Linked DNA regions of Mus musculus: region 2 is linked to region 1. The links are chromatin contacts, called in public Hi-C maps. All regions are on one chromosome and are shown on one strand. Each heading gives the region's core, a stretch centred on a gene start, on an enhancer-like site or on the middle of the called end of the contact. The rest is flanking DNA. Distances are from core to core; before and after follow the strand shown.

Region 1 (6,501 bases), core at 1,430-3,929:
TATAAATCATGTTTACAAACACATTTAGATTGAATGTAAGGGGTGGGGAGATGGTGTGCTGGGTCGAGCACTTGTCTTGCAATTGTGCAGTCACGAGTTCAGATCTCTAGAACCCACATAAAAGTCAGAGGCGGAAGCATGCGTCTGTGATCTCGTTGCCCCCTCGGAGAAAGGGGAAGGGGACATGGGAGAATCCCAGGAAGAAAGTGGGGAGCAAGAACCAACACCCGAGGCTGTCCTCTGACCACCACACGTGTGCTACAGCACACAGGCCGGCATTCACACATGCAGACGCACGCGTGCGCGCACACACACACACACACACACCCCAAACACACAAATAAATATAAGCAGCCCAGAACACCACAATAAATATCATTTTGCTATGCAGGCTACCTCACTTTAAAGCTAATTTTTCTTGCATTGTATTAAAAACAAAACAAAGATACCTTTTTGGGTTTAACTGTGGAAATCTCAATACAATAGTTTTCTCTCTCTGAACTCACTTCTGCCTACAGAAGGAAACAACAGAATAAAGTTGATTTCAGTCATTGCTTTTTTGATTATTTTTTCTTTCTTTCTTTCTTTCTTTCTTTCTTTCTTTCTTTCTTTCTTTCTTTCTTTCTTTCTTTCTTTCTTTCTTTCTTCCTCCTCCTCCTCCTCTTTGAGCAGAAGTAGGACTTTTAATCCAGGCACTCAGTTTAGTACTTGTCAATCACATTTTCTTCCTAATTAAATTTACCTGGAGTTCATTTTAAAGAAAATAATTTGTTCACTCAAAAGTGGTTGCATATTTATACTGCAATTACGTTACAAACCCTACCAATGGGGCCCCCCTCCGGAGATTCAGCAAAGACAAGCAAATGCCACCGAAGCCTCCAGATTTCAGAGCAATTAAGCCGGGCAGTGCAGGTGTGTGAAACACCTGCTTCCCTCCGGCCCCTGCCGGCCGGCCCCGGCCACCCCTCATCTGTTGATGAAAATAATTAACTTACCCTATTAGAAGAAAAGCCCAGGACTGCTAAAGGCAGCAAGTCCCCTTGTCCCTTCCTCAGATGAAGTGGGAGAACCTGCTTCCTGGGTGGTCTACAGACAGGTCAGGGAGGAAAAGTTTTCTTTAAGAAAAGGCGGGGAGGCATTGTCCCCGACTAGGGAATGCACAGCCAGCTTAAGGTCAGAATTGTTCCCTTTGTGACAGCGATTGCTCAGGGGTGTGAAAACCCACATTTTAAGGATATTTCTGTTAATAAACAAAGCATTTGAGAAGGATGTAATTTCGTTAGACCTGCCTTTTGTGAATGCTTGAAATTTTCCCTTAATCCCAATAGCAAGATCCCTCATACGGTTATTGTGGGAGAAATTTGAAAAAGAAAATGGGCTAGACTATAGATGGAAATTGAGAAATTGTTTTAAAAAAATGTCAGGTGTCAGTCTGATGACCTTCCACCTTTCTGTAGCATGCTTGTTTCTCTAGGTGCCACTGAAGCCACTGCTGGCACTCCCCAGCAGAAGGGTAGGGAGGAGACTTAGTCTTTGTCATTACTGGCGCCGGCCCTCTCCACCCAAAGCACAAAGGTAGAAATCTTCACGATGCTTAGTTGGAACATGTGTTTCGAAAGATGTAAGGTTGGCACAGGCTCGGAGACTGCTGAAGGTAGGAAACTGGTTCCTATTTAAGTAAATAAACAAGCATCAAACACCTCTCTCTGTCTCTCTCTCTGTCTCTCTCTCTCTGTCTTTCTGTCTCTCTCTTTCTCTGTGTATGTGTGTCTGCGCTCTCGAGCACGTGTGTGCCAGCACATGTGTGTGAGTGTGGTACCCACATAAGAAAAAAATCTTCCTCTATTGGTCTCTACCTCATCTTTTGATGCAGAATCTCCCTGAGGCCAGAGCTCACCATTTAGACTACACTGGCTGCCCAGGAAGCCCCTGGCACTTGCTTGCCACCTCCTCCCCCAAAACCACCAGCAATGTACATATCATCTGCCCCAGCTTTTTCATGGGTCCTGGGGATCAGAACTCAAACCTGAAGCCTTGGGCAGCTTTACCCACTGAACTCTTTTCTTTCTTCCTTTCCTTCCTTCTTTCTTTCATTTTTTAAACAAAGATTTATTTATTTTTTATTTATATGACTACACTGCAGCTGTCTTCAGACACACACTAGAATAGTGCACCGGACCCTATGTAGTTGCTGAGAATTGAACTCAGGACCTCTGGCAGAGCAGTCGGTGCTCTTAACCACTGAGCCATCTCTCCAGCCCTCTATTTTCTTTTATAAAGATAATCTAAAGTCATTGGTCCAGTTAGACTCTGAACTTGCATAAAAGCTCTGTGACAATGACCTCTGAAATACAGATTGAGGAGGCCAACAAACTGACTATGGCACCCTGTCAGTTCTACCTGTAATTCTGACCAAAGAGTTCCTCGTAGTACTAGATGGTGTAAAAGGCGTCTTTCCCTTGGAGGTAAGACAGATTTCTTAACAACTGTCCTAGAGATAAGGCCACTAAAGTATGCACAGAGGTAGCTGCAGTGAGTAGTTCCGAAGTGAGGATGGGGGAAGCCTCTCAGACCAGCAGAGGAAAAAGGGTTACATTGGGTCTCTTCATATGTGCGTGCATGAGCAAGAGCACACACACTCATGCGTGTGCACACATGCACGCACACACACACTCCCAACCCCCACTTCCTCTTCAGGCTCGATGATGCCAGGTCTATCTCTATTTCCATGACCCTGAACCACATGGGTTGCTGCCACCATCGCCTTACCACAAACCCGGGTTGAGGTCTGATATCTTTGAAAATGGGGAGAACTTCTAAGAGCTGCATTATTTTCAATAGCCAGCAGGTGGCAGAGCAAACCTTGTTCCCAAATCCACTCGCAGGTTTTTCAAGTTACTTCAAAAGTAACTGTTGAAAATTTCAGTCAGGTCAGATAAATTTAGTAGTCAATGTTTCATTAAAATATCTGCAATAATAATAGTTAATATGAAGACAACTAACTCAATTCTGTCTATAGCATAACTGGCATTTTCTATCCCTTAGGAATCTAATACAGCTGCAAAGATTTGGGGTTTTCTTTTTGTTTTCAACTTCCATTTTCTTCTCATTGTGCTAGTCGGTTGGAAAGAAATGCTGGCCCTTTCTCTACTGGGATTCATTTCGCATTAAGCAGGTCTGTTTCTGAGAGCTGGATGTGGCCGAGGAGGTTCAGGGGAATTTATAAGAATGATGCTGATTGGGAAATGGGGCTTTCCTGGATCCTCCTAACCCGGTGCCCTGGGGAGCTAAGACCTGCTTCCCCAGGGTCTATCCAGCAAGGGGGTGGGGGTGGGGGGAAGGCCAACAGAGAAGGCGTCTTCATCAGAGCCCTCCCCTCTGCGGCTTTCATTATAGTGCCCTGGTGTGATGGCTCTTAAACCTTGGTGTTCTCAAGTTCTTTAGTCTGGTGTTTTCTTCATCTGCCTTCATACTTTCCTGTATCGTGGCAGACACCACAGATTATTAAAAGGGTTTCCTAGCCAAGCATTTGCAGAACTGTTTAATTTTACATATGAACGCTATACCCATACATATATTCTCATTTCCATATATGCACGCATAGTCTCTGCATACACATCTGTAGGAGGGTCAAACCTTGTCACAGTGAATTTCATTGCTTGCAGTACTCAACTCTGTTATTTTAGAATTCTGCTGCTTCAAATATATTGTAACTAAACAAAAGGAGCTGGCTTATAAGAAGAAAGACCTAAATGTGCCATCTATTTCCTATCACTTAGATCTTAGGAACTAAGGATTTTTTTTTAACTTGAAATTATACCCTACAATCCAAGATCTGATACTTACCACATGTTTTGGGTATTCATACATTCATTAAGGTAAAGGCACACTGAAAGCTTGTGTTACTACGTATTTAGAGATGACTTATCTCTTTTCAGAAAGAGACTTCAAAAAGACCTGCAGGCTATAAGCTATACATCCTTCACAGAGTTACAAGTATTTTCAACAGCTTATCTCCCAAAGCTTAGTTAAACAATGTATCAATAGTTAATAGTCCTAGAATTACATAATATCTTTGGCAAACTGACCAACTAAATCTGGTAAAGGTAAGGTTAGCTGTTTGCCTGTGCCTTTTTCAGTTCAAGAACTGGGTTTATTTAGCATCTCAAATCCTGCTACAACAAAGTTCCCTCTTAAGTGGACTCAAGGGAGCCAAACAGTGCATGCACATCTTCCAGGAACACAACAAGCATGCTGATGGTAGTTTTAGACGTCATTTATCAGGCAGGAGTTAAGAGCCTTTATTGCTCTTGCAGAGGACCCAGGTTCAGCTCCCAGCACCCAAACAGTGGTTCATAATCAGCTATAACTGGGGTCCCATGCTTTCTTCTGGCCTCTGTGAGCACCAGGCACCCATGTTACTACATACATTCAGGCAAAACACTTATACAATAGAAATAAACAAATCTTTTAAAAAGAAGTTATTTACCTTTCCTTGACTTTGTCGGTTCCATCTCATAACCATGCAAATGTGTGTGTGTGTGTGTGCTCATTTTCTCTATGGACAAGGACACACACACACACCTTACACAATCTTTTCCAATGTCATTGGTGTGGCCAAGGGTGTATGTGTGTGATTGGGTATAGATAACCAATAGACTTAAGTAAAACTTGCATTGTAAATGTGCACTTGCTGTTTTCCTTTTCCAACATGATGCGATTCTTCATTTTTTGAAATGAGGATTGAAAGTTTTTCTTGTTTCATTTGTAAAGCCCAGAGGCCAGCGCCGGGTGTGGGGTGCGGGGTGCCGGGTGCAGGGTGCACACTAACAGATCCCCAGCATGTTTCCAACCTGTTCTCACTGTTTTGTGTTGTGCTGTCTGTCATGAACTTGGTGTCACTTTCTGTTTTGTGTGAAACCTATGCAGTACATTCATTGGGTCTCAGTGCCAGCCCTGGCGCTTCTTTTTAACCCTGGCATGTATGGGTTCGTTTAGAGAAACATGGCCGCAACAAAACAGCAGAGATGTGTCTGGATGTTATTCGTGGGGAAACGGGTTTCTATTTGTGGTGCATTTCAGGGCCTCCCGTGGGGCTCTTTAAAAAGCCTGTTGCTCTTTTTCCACTGAAGTGTCACCTCTGTCCTGAATATCACAGTGATAACCAGAAGGGCAATCGTTAAGAATCATCTCCGTTAATGATTACAGGATTTTGTTTCACCATCTAGCACCGGCAGAATTTAAAGGTGCTGTTTATAGAACTGGAGAAAATTAAAATAGCAAAATAGAGATGTTAGCTAGGCTAGTTTCTGAATAATTGTCAAATTGGCTTGTGCTATTCACAGCCTAGGCTCGAAGCAGTCAAGGAGAGAGGGAGCTAACAAGATGTACATTCTGGTCACATCTAAAGTATTTTCTGCATTGATGATGTGCAATACTAATTCTGATTTTAAATGTGATGAATGCCACTTTAATATGGGGGTCAAAAATACAGTGATTGCTGGGATGAAAATCAGTTACTCAGAGGACTTGCCTGCCTCACCGGCCCATCCTTTAGCACAACCTTGACTGTAACCTGCTCTTTTGTTCAGTCGGAGGCCAGAGAGAGGGACAAGGGTGAAGTCTGCCAGCTATTTAACATCGGGCCCAACTAAATAAAGCTAAGATAATTGGTGCACTCTCACCAGAGAGCAATTTCTGGAAAAAAAATAATACATCGCACAGCGGAGGGAGGTTTTATGAATGACAGAGAATATTAATTCTAAGCTATGAAAAAAATGAATTCCAACATAATCTTTAAAGATTTGCACATATTTACATCGAAGTCCATAGGTTCAGTGGTGCCATGTGGTGCCATGCTGTTAGGGTGTGGCAGCAGAGTGTGACACAGTCAGCCCCCCCATGGCCGAGGGTTCTTCTTTGGCTGCTAACCAAGCATGGAGTTACAACATTTTCTTCTTGTCATTATTCTTTCTCTCTTTTTATTACTTATTTATGTATTTTTTGGGGGGGGGGGCATAATCTCTTCTCGACTGTCCTGGAACTCACTAAGTGGATCGGTCAGTCCTAGCCTCATGCTCGCAGAGATCCTCCGGCCTCAGCCTTCTGCATCTTAGCATTAAAGACAGGTGCTATCACGCTCGGCCCTCTTGCCATTATTTTCTATACAGTATAACAACTACTTAGACATTGTATTAGTTATTATAAGGAAGCTAGGGGATTCCAAAGCATACATTAGGATGTATGAGTAATATGAAACTCCTATGCCATTTATGAGGTACTTGAGTATCCAAGGTTTTTGGTATCTGTGAGAGAGAGACATACAACCTCCCACTAGGAAACTGAGGAACAAAGTTTCCACTGTGACATCTCTTTCTTTTCATTTTTCTTCTTTCTTTCTTTCTTCCTCCCTCCCTCCTCCCCCCCTCTCTCTTTCTCTTTCTTTTTTTCTTTCTTTCCTTTTTTCCTTCTTTCCCTTTCCATTTCTTTTTCTTTCTTTCT
Region 2 (6,501 bases), core at 2,912-5,411, 870 kb after region 1:
TGTGGGTAGACTCAGCAAGTGACCAGTCATTCCTCGGAGGTTGTTCTTGGATTTCTACTTTGGTCAGGCTCAGAAAAGCCACATGTTTGGGAAGGCGTATAGGGAGCTGGCCTTGAAGCTATATTTGTGTGTCCAATGCACTCTTATTTATGTGGGGTAGAATGAATTTGGTATCTGCTGATTATTATTAAGAAGGCATGATCCAAACCCCACATCACTCCCAGCTGGTGATTGGTGCTGTATTAATTGAGTAATTGACAGGCCTAAGTCAGGAGGCAGCATAGGAGGAGTCGCAGCCCTAGCTAGCTTGTCTGCTCACCTCCATGTTTGTGTGTTCCCCTCGCACTGGCATCTCCTGTTCCAGGCCACAGGGAGGGACATTTGTCTACCTCCCTGCCCACTCCCAAGTAACCTCCTGAGCCACCAAGACCCCGTTGTACTGCTCTTTTGTAAGACTCCTTTTCCTGCTTTCTGCTGTCAGTCAGTACCGCCCTGGTCCCTGGAGGGCCACCCAGGGTGTTTCTGCCTCTGATCTGTGGGAGGCTTCCTGCTTGCAGGACTCTTCCTGCTCTTCAGCAGAAGAGCCCGCTATATTGTGAGCTCACCCCTCCCCAGCTCTGCCCTGTCGTGGATCTCTCAGGACCTGGGAAGGGGGTGTTGGAACTCTTCCCAGCGTCTCTTCATTTCATCCTCAAGGTTTATGACATCTTAAATGTTAAAATGATGTAGAATATAATTCCCCGTCAAAACAGGAGTGCCAATCAGCCGCCCTCCCTTCCCTTTCTTTGCAGCGCTCCTTGGAAAGCTACTGTGGCATTTTGCTGCTCTGTCAACTCTCTCCCTCCCTGGGGAACACAGAACCATGCTCTCTTTGGTTTTCTCTGAGGAGACACGGGGTAGGGATGAGCCACTGTCCACACCGTCTAAGCCAACATCCATCTACTGCTGGTGAAAGCTGCTTAGGGTTAGGTCAGGAAATGCAGGCAGCGCATAAGGCAGAGTTGGTCTACATTTCTCTTCTGGAAGCCTATAAAATGTGGGCCTGCCATTCACCCGACTAACTCCTCTTTATTAGGGCTTTAGGACAGATCTGCAGAGAAAGTTCCTTTCCACACGGCTCAGAACATCACCCCTAATGCATGACCCATCTCAGGGCCGGTGAGCTATTATGGTTGTAGTGAACCATAAATAAAATGCTCGCACAGCGCCATGTCATGGGCCCTCTTTTAACACACGGTGGGATACGCCTCTCTTGGAGGGCTGCCCTGTGCATTGTAGCAGCATCCTAGGTATAGACTCATTCAGTATCAGTTGTGCCCTTGAGTTAGTACCATGTATTCCCTGAGGAATCTGCCTTGGCTGGACGCTGTGGCCCTGCGTGACTGTCCAGTGATGTCCTCAGTGTCTGGCCTCACAGCCTAGAGGACTGTTTCTCACAGGGAAAGTGAAGTGGGCCCTTGTAAGAGTGTATATGAACCAGCAAGATGGCTCAGTGGGTAAAGGTACTGACCACTAAGCCCAGCTACCTGAGTCCTGGAACCCACATGGTAGAAGGGGAGAGCTGATTCCAAAGTTGCCCTTTGACCTCCACATGTGCTCCGCGGCATGAGCCTGCCCACACACATGTGAACACATGCAAAAATATATAAAATGTTTTATAAAATATAAAAAGCATGTGTATGATTGGAAAGGCCGTCATTACTGTCAGTGTCTGCTCTGTGGCACTTCCTGGGACTTACATGGCTCCTGAACTGGGTGACAGCAAGGGTTTGTTCAGTGTGGGTGAGGACCTGGCTCATACCCCGCTGGCTCTCTTTAGCCTAGAGTTCTGCTGCACAACAAGGCAGAGGTCTCCAAGGAGCCAAGTATGAGTTCACTAAATGTATTTTAAGTGGATTGTGTCAAACACAGAGTGGGAGGCGTGTATAGCTTCTCTTGTTTTGATATTTAATGATCATCTTTTCACTTTATCAACAAAACATCGAACTGGTGCTTTTTTTTTTTTTTTTTTTTTTTTTTTTTTTTTTTATGAAAGCCACTGCCTCCACTGTTGGAAAGCCTCAGGGAGGCCCGCTGTGAGTCGGAACCCCAACTTTCTTGTCCAGGGTATACAAGGTTAGATTTCAGAAATGGATGATCAAACCTTTGGAAGCATTTCCCAACTGGTATGGAAATATCTGCGAGTGATAACATGAGTGTGCTTTGAGAAAACTTGTAGTTTTTCTTTTTGTTTTCCATATATGGGAACATCATCTCACTTGAAAACAGCCATACATGGAGGCTGAGCATACAGGCTTTAGGCAAAGGCAGGTGGATCTTTGTGCTGTCCGTTCAAAGCCAGCTAGGTCTACACAATAAGACCCTGCCTTTTAACAAATCATGGTATTGTTAAACCATATCTTCAAGACCAAGTGGTCTCTGACTGTGAGAGCAGATCTCATCAGCCCGGACAGACATGTTGCTTCAAGACAGAATGATATTTTTGAGCTCGCTCTGTGTTTTCAGTTTAGTGTATGGGGGCTAATTAACGACTAGGAACTAAAAATCTATACAAAAAGAAAATAGCGGGCCCACATCTTAACTACCTGAAGTTAAAGGTATCGCAGTGTGGTAGGAAAAGGCAGGAGATGATCTTGAAGGGGCTTGAACAGTCTTCGCAGAGGAAGGGGCTGTCTCCACCCTGACCTGCGGGGCTAAAAGGAGGCCTTTGGTTATGAGAGAGGCCATGGTCTAAGACACAAGACGGCAGTGCCAGAGCACAGAACAAATCACTGGGACACTGAAAACCTAGACGGCCAGATGCAGCAGGAGATAGGAGAGGAAACGCAGAGGCTGAAGAAGCAGTCTCACACCTTTGCTAAGGAGTTTAGCCATAACCGTGGACGTCCAAGGTGTCAGTAAAAGCCCTCCAACTGGAGAACAGCCTAAGACATTCACTCAGGTTCAGGTTGCTGTCTGGAGAGGAAGGAGGCAGATGAGTAGGTGAGAAGGCTGAGCCAGTGACTTTTGACCTCCTGGCCCAGGGCTGTGATCCCAGGAGTGGATTGGCATGGACTGTAAAGGCCTTCACTGGGGGCAATCCAGAAAGCAGGTCAGGTAGGAGAGTGGGGCTCCATGGCCTTTTGATCTGGTAGAAGCTGGAATACAAAATCCTTCGCTGCCTGTCTGTGGAGACAGAGAAGAGGAGGGCTACAAAGGGAGGTCCGCAGGAGGGCAGAGATGGGTGGCGAGCAGGTAGACAAGAGACATAGAAGCGCATTCACAAGAGGAGACTCAACTAGTAGGGAGTCGGGTCACCAAAGAACTTGGAGGTATGTCTTGGATTGGGCAGAAAGTGGTGGGGGTTTTTGGCAGCGACTACAGAGCCAATCTCTCTGTTCCAACCACCCTCTGGAGTTTTACTACAGAATTAACAGTGTCCTCTCCCAGAACAGCTTTTCTAGTATATTTCTACCAACTTTCCTTCCTCACCTGAGGGACATTATTGTCTCCCTCACTTGCTGTGATGAACAACCTGATGAAGGTGACTTACGGAAGGGTTTGTTTTGGAACTAGAAGCAGCTGGTTAGGTCACAACCATAATCAGGAGACAGAGTTGAACACTAGGACTCAGCTTGCTCCCTCCCTTTTTATACAGCTGGGGAACCCCAGCCCACAGGATGGCAGCACCCATGTTGTAGGGTCTTTCCATGCCAATTAACTTATTCTAGAAATTTGCTCACAAATTTGTCATCTAGGTGATCTTAGATCCTGTCAAGTTGTTTCCCTTGTCTGGTACATAGGCTGGTCAGGGTTCATTGTAAGACAAGGCTGTTACAAGTTCTGGCCGCCAGGACACACTTGCCTTGGGGGTTGTGAATTCCTCCAGGTTCAGAGTCCAAGTTCCCAAACCTTTGCTTGCAACGTTGGAGACCTAAGAACCTTACCCACGATGAGTCTGTCCACACAAGGTATGCCTTGACCCCAGGCTTGACCCAAGGGTTGCTAGGTGTTTGAATGAACATCTTATGTGGTGTGCAGAATGATGAAAAACAAAACCATTAGACTCCATTTCACTGTTTCTGCTGTGAAGCCTTTGCAATCGTTCTTAATGTGGTTAAATTCAAGTGGTTTCCAGTTCAGGCATGGTGCAATCAAATTTCCTCACAAGGGTGCTTTCCACCATGACCTCTTTGACGTCAGTAACTGCTTCCTGTTGATGCGAACTCTCTGTCTGTTAACCCAGCTGACAACGTGGTCAGCGAAAAGTAACGAAACAGCGAGGCCTAGGAGACCGTTCAGCGCTGTGCTGTCTGTTTCCAGAGGCTCTTAATAGCACTCTGCAGCTTTCAATATGGGGCTCGTTATTCACACAGAAACACTTCCCTGCAGCTCTTGGAGTCTGATGAGCGTAGATAGGCCTTCCAGTTCAACAGCGCCTCGAGTCACTATCTAAATTATTCATAACCGTAAATGTAATTGCTGTTCTTTGATTTTGTTTTTCTCCATCTTCGCTGTGGCCAATGTGCCGTGACTGTTTCTTATTCAAAACGTTTCATTCCCAAAACAACATGTCTGCCAATGAAACATTATTTGTAAATCAAAATGATGATGTAGTCTAGTTTTAAACAAAGAAGACTCCTTCTTAGTGTGGCTGTAAGGGTGAGTAAGTGCTACAGAGGGAAAGGGACTACCACGCTGGCGTGTTGCAGTCTGCCAGGCAGCCCGTTTGTTTTGCGAGAATAATGTTTAAAAATCCAGAAGGCTGAGAATCAGACTCTTTATTCAGTGCTAGAGAACTGGGAAGCTGACTGGAACTGAGGGCTGGCTTGGTATAATTTTGGTTATCAACACAATTTTGTGACTCTTAAAAAATACTTCCTAGAATGAAAAGTCCTTACCTGGTCAAGGTCATTGCCATGTGGCATTAGGAAATGCTTCTGCTCAACAGCTGGGTGTGGAGCTAGGGGGACTCTCATTTCCTTGGACCTGCTAGACTTTGGGTTGCCTTTAAACTGGCTATGTATCAGGGCTGTCTGTCTGTGTGTCTGTACATATATGTGTGTCTATCTGTCTACGTCTGTCTGTCTCTCCCTATGTATGCATGTGTATATGTGTGTGTCAGTGTGTGTGTGTGTCTCTCTCCTTGTCCTCCTCCCCGTGTCCTGTGTGTGTGTGTGTGTGTGTGTGTGTGTGTGTGTGTGTGTGTGTCTGCCGGCCCTTGTGTGTTGTATATAATGGGTTACTGTTGGATGGGCTGCAGTTCTAGTCCTGGGGCCATGTTGGCTGAAGCTGTAGTGGAGAATTATGCAAAAGGGGTGATAATAGTGATAGTTGGTATCACGTTTTGAGCACTTTCTGTAGGCCAAATACTGGTCAAAGCTCTTGGCTTAACAGAGTTAGTACTCGAATTTAGTCATTTTGACACCTCCATTTTGCAAGGTGAGTTGAAAGAAGGGAAGGGAAGAGATGGAGGGAAAAAGAGAAAGGAAGAGAGAGAAAATTTGAATAAAGTTCAGCAGAAGCTGCCTGTACCTATTGAGAATTTTGGGTCCACAGCTCAGGCATTATCACAGAGATACCAAGGACTTGGTACTGGGCACAATGTCTTCTTTATCGTCTCCTAATAAGTTCTGTTTGTTAGGATTCTGTTGAAAGGGCCTGGCACTCTGCGGCCCCTTGCTTCTGTCTATGATCCCACAATCACTGTTGCTGTAGGCATTTTGCCCTAGATTTTAAATCAGGAAGCTCCTCCCTCCTTAAAAAATTGTATGTATTTTACTTAAAATTTTCCTGGAAGTAACAGAAAACTTACCTGAGGCTATACAAGAAAGGACCTAATGATAAAGATTCACAAATATGAGAGGCATGGTGGTACCCGAAGCTAGGAATTGACACAAGGTACCCTGGTGAGGTCTTCTAATCCCACTCCCTGGTCTTATTTCTGCTCCACTCTATATTTCCTGCTTCATTCTTAACCTTGCATTTACCTATCTGTCTGTCCATCTATCCATCCATCCATCCATCCATGCACCATTCTGTTACACTAAAGAATTTCATGTATTCCTGCCAGAGACAGCTTCAGCTCTCGGAGTCATGTTCTAACTCACAGCTCAGACTGGATTAAAATTCTTTATCTCAGTTTGAATGTTCTGGGAAAGAGACTCAGGAAGCGTAGCCTTGTTCCAATCAGTCGTGTGCTGGAGACACAACAGTTGTCTGCGTGGCCCTGAACAGATACCTCCGAAGGTGGTCTTCCTGCAGTCATAGAATCATTTTGTCACTTGTCCCATCTTAGTGGAGCTCTGCTACATAGCCAGGCCTTGCCTCATCTAGTTGGGTGTCAGTTTCAACTCCCAGGAGCGACCTAGAATGAGAATGTTGAGAAGTGTCTCCCGCTCAGGGGCTATGTGTTGCCAGAGAGCCAGGGCAGAAAGCTGACACAGGCAGTGGGTGACAGGAACCGAGGCATGTGACGACAGGAATTGTATTATTGCCATGCACCAGCTCCTTGAACTCTGT

What was found. Hi-C and Micro-C count contacts between places; a contact is called where the count stands out from the background.
Region 2: a Hi-C map of CD8 T cells shows a contact between it and region 1, with 4 times the contacts expected there. The contact joins two enhancer-like sites. A contact is called at or near these places in 2 of 484 Hi-C or Micro-C datasets (CD4 T cells and CD8 T cells) and 2 of 115 datasets of contacts at active chromatin or transcription factors (memory CD8 T cells and thymic regulatory T cells).

Annotation. Positions count from the first base shown.
Region 1 is chr12:72,845,157-72,851,657 of GRCm38.p6, forward strand. No RefSeq gene overlaps it. Among named protein-coding and RNA genes, the nearest start is that of Gm40441, 4.0 kb to the left of the region's middle. Within about 2 kb of position 2,680, at least 8 of the 459 cell types and tissues checked have an H3K27ac peak or open chromatin away from gene starts, as enhancers often do. A contact at or near this core is called in CD8 T cells, where this site is marked.
Region 2 is chr12:73,711,885-73,718,385 of GRCm38.p6, forward strand. The region is part of intron 9 of Prkch (protein kinase C, eta); the gene reads left to right. Among named protein-coding and RNA genes, the nearest start is that of Gm34189, 67 kb to the right of the region's middle. Within about 2 kb of position 4,162, at least 86 of the 459 cell types and tissues checked have an H3K27ac peak or open chromatin away from gene starts, as enhancers often do. A contact at or near this core is called in CD8 T cells, where this site is marked.